Linked DNA regions of Sminthopsis crassicaudata: region 2 is linked to region 1. A link is a contact called in public Hi-C data. All regions are on one chromosome and are shown on one strand. Each heading gives the region's core, a stretch centred on a gene start, on an enhancer-like site or on the middle of the called end of the contact. The rest is flanking DNA. Distances are from core to core; before and after follow the strand shown.

Region 1 (2,771 bases), core at 209-2,708:
AAAAAAAAAGAGGAAAGGGGAGAGGGAAAAAGAGGGAAAGAGAGGCTGAGAGAACACACTTGATCACAAAAAAGTAATAAATAACCGAACCAGCTCTGTCAAAGTGACCATAGGACGACTGGCAACTAAATTCTCGACAACTAGCATGCATTCAATACAACTCTATTCTGTTTGAAGTCTCATCAGCTGCTCCTGCCTTCTAAATAAGTTCTAAAGTAAAAAGTGGGAATTACGCTTAAAATTTCTGGTCACCATATATATTTTGCCTTTCTCTAAACTTCATTTTTTTTTTTTTCCCTTTATAATGTAGGTACAAAGGAGTTGAAGGGGTAAAGACTGCCGAGAGAAAACTGAGGAAGGTTCATCCAAGGTTGATTTTTTTTTTCCGGTTTGGGTTTTTGTTTTTATTTATTTATTTATGTTTTTAGGTTTAAAAGTCCCATTTAAAAGAACGGGAGATTAATTTCAGAAGAACTTCAAAGATGAATCTCAGAGGAAGAGTATAACTGGAGAAGGGTCAAATGATAAGAGGACAGGTGTTCTTTCCTGGCTGTTACCTAGGGGGCAGGGAGTTTTTAGATGGCGGTGGGTCGGGTTGAAAAGCAGAGGGTTAATACCGGGGATTTTATTTAATAGGCCGGTCACAGAAGGGAAGAGAAAGGAATGAGGGTGTGTAATCTGGGGACAACTGGGGGGGTACTCGTGTGTGCAAGCGAATGGGAAAAGGCAGGCGTGTGTGGTTAGAGTGAATTGAGGCTTGGGGCAAACGAGGTGTGTACGTGGTTGGGGGGGGGGGAGACAGGATGTGTATTGGGATGGGGGGCAGGCGTGCGTGTAAGTTGGGAGGAGCAGAGGGGTGGTGTGTGTGGTTGGAGGGAGGTAGGCAAGTATGTCTATGTGTAGTTGGGGGAAATGGAGGGGTGGGAAGGTAAGCCCCCAAAGGCCACCTGTCTGGATGAAAAGGAGCAGGACCGCATGAACAGGCAGATTGCGGGGAGTGGGGATGGTAAGAGAAGGGGTTCCCGAGGTTACACAGTGGAGCTCTACAGACAATGAAAGGGGGCGGGGGCCGGCACCGGCGCGGGACGGCGGGGAGGGGAAGGGTCCGTCGGGCGCGCGGCTGTGGTGGTTACCTGCGAGAGCTGCCGGGGGTTGGGGCAACCGAAGAGCGCCGAGCTGGAGCTGAAGCTGATGGCTCCTCGGCGGCTGAGGACGTGCTGAGGGACCGGCCTGTCCAGAGGCAGCACCGGCAGCTGGTAACATACTTCCATTGAATACAGCCGCTCTGCTCCCCGGCCCGGCTCCGGCCCGCCGCAGCCCCGCAGCCGCCGGGCGGGGGGACCCAGGAAGCGCCGGAGAGGAGGAGGAGGAGGAGGAGGAGGAGGAGGAGAAGGCGGCAGCGGCGCGGACCCCGGCAAGGGAAGCCGCACTCACGCCTCCCCGGGACGGGGGCCGGCCCGGCCTCCCCCTCCCCCTCCCTCCCACCCCAGCCCCACCGCCCCCTACTTCCCCCGCCCGGGAAGACGCTGCGGCGGCGGCGACTGTTAGAGACGCGCGTCCCGCTATTGTCAAGAGGGAAGAGGGGAGTGGAGCGGAGCGGGACCCGCAAAGTCCCGGAGGTGCCTCGGGATCTTCGGTTGGCCGGGGAGAGAAAATCGGGGCAGGCAGAAGAATTTTTTTAAAAAGAAGGGGAGGCGAGCTTAGCACAGAGGGAGAGAAGAGACCGTTGCTGCCGGCGGCGAGACCCAGGGGCGCGCGAGGCTCCGGGACAGGCAACTGGCTTTCTCTGCCGCCGCTGCTACCACCTCCACCTCCACCTCCTCCTCCTCCTCCTCCTCTTTCTCCTCCCCCCTCTTTCTTCGTCTTCCCCTCCCCCTCGTCCTGACTTCACTCCGCCGCCAGCGCGAGCCCGGCGTAATTCACACTTTGCAGTCCCAGACAGTGCGCCAACCACCGCCGCCGCTGTGACGTCACGACGCCACGCCGCCGCCGTCCCTGTCGGAGGGAGGCTGACGAACGGGTCCCGGGTAGTTAATTTACGTCTCCTCCCTCTGACTCTCACCACTTTTGACTATCCCCTCCAACCACATTCCATACTGACTTCCCACTCGCTAGCATCCTCTCCATTTTTCTTTCGCGCTCACGCACTCGATCTCCGAGCGCGTGCGCTCTCTTCCCACACAGTGGCGATATTCTCCTGGTGACCCCCTGCCCGCCCTCGCGCCTTCTGAGGGGCGCACCCTGCGCCCCTCCTCGGGGACACCAGACTAGCTTCTCAAGATCGCCTTCTCCTTCCTTCCATTCAGGCACAGAAGTACAATCTAACGTAGAACTCTTCCCCAGCTTCCAGCTCTGACCATTGGGTCACAGCTTTCCTCCAATCTAGTAGCCTATTTTCATTTCTCTTAAGAACCTATGCGCCAAGTGACGTAATATGCCGTCATGCTAATGACGTCATTCCATGCCCGCTGCACTACTAGCAGGTGCACCGAAATAATTGGTCCTGGAAAAGTGACAAAGGGAAATTGAGGCAAAGGGACTGTGATCTAGGAAGAGGAAGAGGGGAAAAAAAGAAAACTGGTGGAAGAAATAGGGATAAAAAACCAGATAAAGTAATTTGTTGGTGTTAAAGAAAAACCTAACTGAAGCCACTGCTTCACCCTCACTATCGAGGATTTTGCATTCCTTTGCATGCTTGCTATGTTTTAATATGGTATGTCATTGTTGCTCACATTTTTCTTAGAAGCTCTTAAATCCATCTTTCCCCCCTA
Region 2 (2,760 bases), core at 29-2,528, 690 kb after region 1:
ATACAAAAATGTAACTTCAAGTGATCAATCTCAAAGATGAGGTACTGTTGTCATAATAACAAAAAACTCTCCAAAAGTCAGTTTTGCTATGGCCAATATACCTTATATTTACTATAGTTATTTCTTTCACATTGCTGGGTTTAGGGGCAAGGCACTTCCTTGATCTGAAAAAAATCCATTCAAAAAACTTTTGGCCTTCCCTTCATACCGAAGAATTCTAAATTATTATAGTAGTAAAATAAAATATGTGAATATGATGTAATATATTCAATATCAATAATATCAAAACCATAATGGGGAAAGTTATGATGTTTTCATTTTATTTATAAATATCTGTAATCATTAATCATCCCCTCAGACCTGACAAAATACTTTGTTTATACATCTTTAACAATGACGTATCATTTTGTTTTATAATTTTTCATTTAATATTTCCCCACTCCTCCCACCCACTGTACTAAATGTCCCGCCAAAGGCAGAGCTATTATCTTGATTTTTTTAATCTAAAAATCTTTCTCTTCCAGTACCCACTACTCTTTCTCACACAGCGGCTTGTTTAGTGTTCCTCGCCGGAATCATGGATCTTAATTGATAACCTTTTTATTTATTTTATTATATGTACATTTTATTTTTATTGATTCTTAGGTTCAGTTTGGGATCAAGAGCTGGAGGTAAAAAAGCACTGGCACATATCAAGAGCTGCTTGCTTCCTTCCCCCAAGTCATTTTTCACAAAGTGTCTTTTCCAGATAAAAAAATCAGGTTAAGTATTTTTTAAATTTAAATTTAAAAATTTTATTTCAATTTTTTCATCCCTCTTAATTCAAAGCTTTTCATACGACCCCATATGAGGTCTCCAAACTAACCGTGGGGACTCACGAAATTATGATTTATTATCAATAAGCGTTTGATTTGTGTATTTATTTTATATATCTATATATCTGGGGTCGCCTAAAAATTTCTCGGGAGAAAAGAGGTCCCGAGTGGAGTATCCTGCTCTAATTTATAAAGCGGCGAGATAAAATCCTGAGGAGATTCCAGTACCTCAGTTTGAAATTCAAACCGAGAGCCGGGAAGCATGGCATTCTGGGATCCGTAGTTCTAGCCGGGTCGCTAGGACTTGTAGTCCCACAAAGAGGATACCTCTTGACAACCCTCACCAAATCTCAAAGCGGTCTCCGGCCGTCTTGTCCAATAAATACGACAATGCTGCCCTCTGACGGTCGTGCTCCAGTACGACGGGGCCCGGAACTTCCCCTTTGACGCCGGAAGGGGAACCTTTTGACTTCCGGAAGAGTGTACGCGGAAACGCACGTGTTCCTGTCCGCGGCGTGTGTTAGTGGTTTCCTCAGCTACCGGTCCCTGTGTTTAGCCATGGGGGTCCGCAGCGCCGAAGAGTTGCTTGCCCGGGCCGAGCAGGCCGAGGCGGAGAAGCTGCGGCTCATCACGGTGCACAAGGACTTAGAGCTCGAATTTGACCTGGGCAACCTGCTGGCCACTGACAGGAATCCCCCTACGGGCTTGCGGCAGCGGAGCGGACCGGAGCTGGAGGGGCAGCTGCAGGGGTTGGCCCGCGACAACGTGCAGCTGCTTATCAACCAGCTGTGGCAGCTCCCCACGGAGCGCGTGGAGGAGGCGGTGGTGGCCAAGCTCCCCGAGCCCGGCCTGCGGCTGCCCCGCGAAAAGCCGCTTCCCAAGCCGCGGCCGCTCACCCGCTGGCAGCAGTTCGCGCAGCTCAAGGGCATCCGGCCGCGGAAGAAGACCAGCCTGGTGTGGGACGAGGTGAGCAAGCAGTGGCGGCGGCGCTGGGGCTACCAGCGGGCTCGCGACGACACCAAGGAATGGCTGATCGAGGTGCCGGGCAGCGCCGACCCCAACGAGGACCAGTTTGCCAAGAGGCAGCAGGCCAAGAAGGAGCGCGTGGCCAAGAACGAGCTGAACCGGCTGCGTAATATCGCCCGCGCCCACAAGGTGCAGCTGCCCAGTCAGGGAGGGATGCACCCCACTGGCTACCAAAGCCGCGCCGAGCTGGGCAAAGCCATGCAGGTGGCCAAGGTCTCCACCGCCTCCGTGGGGCGCTTCCAGGAGCGGCTGCCCAAGGAGAAGCCCCCCCGGGGCCCGGGCAAGAAGCGCCACTTCCAGCCCAACATCGGAGACTTTGCTGCCGAAAGGAAGAGTCAGCTAGAACTGATCAGGGTCATGAACAGCAAAAAGCCCAAAATGGACGTGACCCGGGCCACCAACAAGCAGATGAGGGAGGAGGACAGGGAAGAGGCTGCTAAGAGGAAAATGGCCAAGGGGGGCAACAGAAAGGGCCGGGGGGGCAAGCGGAAAGGGCGACCTCCAGGCCTAGGGGGGAGGGGGAAAGGAGGGCCAGCAGGCCCGGGAAGCAAACGGAAAGGGGGGCCTTCTGGTCTGGGGGGCAAGAAAGGACAGCGCCCAGCAGGGAAGAGGAGGAAGTGATCCTCTAGTATGTTCCATCACTGAATTGTATCGGTAGTGCCTTCTTGTGTTCGGGACCCCAGTGAGATCCAGACAGAAAGACGGGATCCTCTGCCCTCTGGTGCTCTGGTGAAGCGCCTAACTGGGGACCCGAAATCTAAATGCTTTGGACTTTGAAAAGTTGAATGGGGGGCAGTAATCCAGGGATTTTTGTGGAGGAGCTGAGACTCAAGCCTAGTTTGAAATGTTTTTCGGAACTCGAAAACTTAAACTGCTTGTAACTTAATATATTTCAGATTCTTGGTAAAAATTTAATTTT

Evidence for each region. A called contact is a pair of places that touch in the nucleus more often than the background predicts.
Region 2: a Hi-C map of hippocampus shows a contact between it and region 1, with 2.7 times the contacts expected there. The contact joins the promoter of RRS1 here to the promoter of PDE7A in region 1. A contact is called at or near these places in 2 of 2 Hi-C or Micro-C datasets (fibroblasts and hippocampus).

Annotation. Positions count from the first base shown.
Region 1 is chr1:273,515,221-273,517,991 of ASM4859323v1, forward strand. It overlaps PDE7A (phosphodiesterase 7A), which reads right to left and starts at 1,459. Exons shown (of 12, transcript XM_074278791.1): 1 at 1,134-1,459. The coding sequence starts at 1,271. It overlaps LOC141549338 (a long non-coding RNA gene), which reads left to right and starts at 1,170. Exons shown (of 3, transcript XR_012484331.1): 1 at 1,170-1,256.
Region 2 is chr1:274,205,578-274,208,337 of ASM4859323v1, forward strand. It overlaps RRS1 (ribosome biogenesis regulator 1 homolog), which reads left to right and starts at 1,279. Exons shown (of 1, transcript XM_074278799.1): 1 at 1,279-2,760. The coding sequence starts at 1,374. The coding sequence ends at 2,462.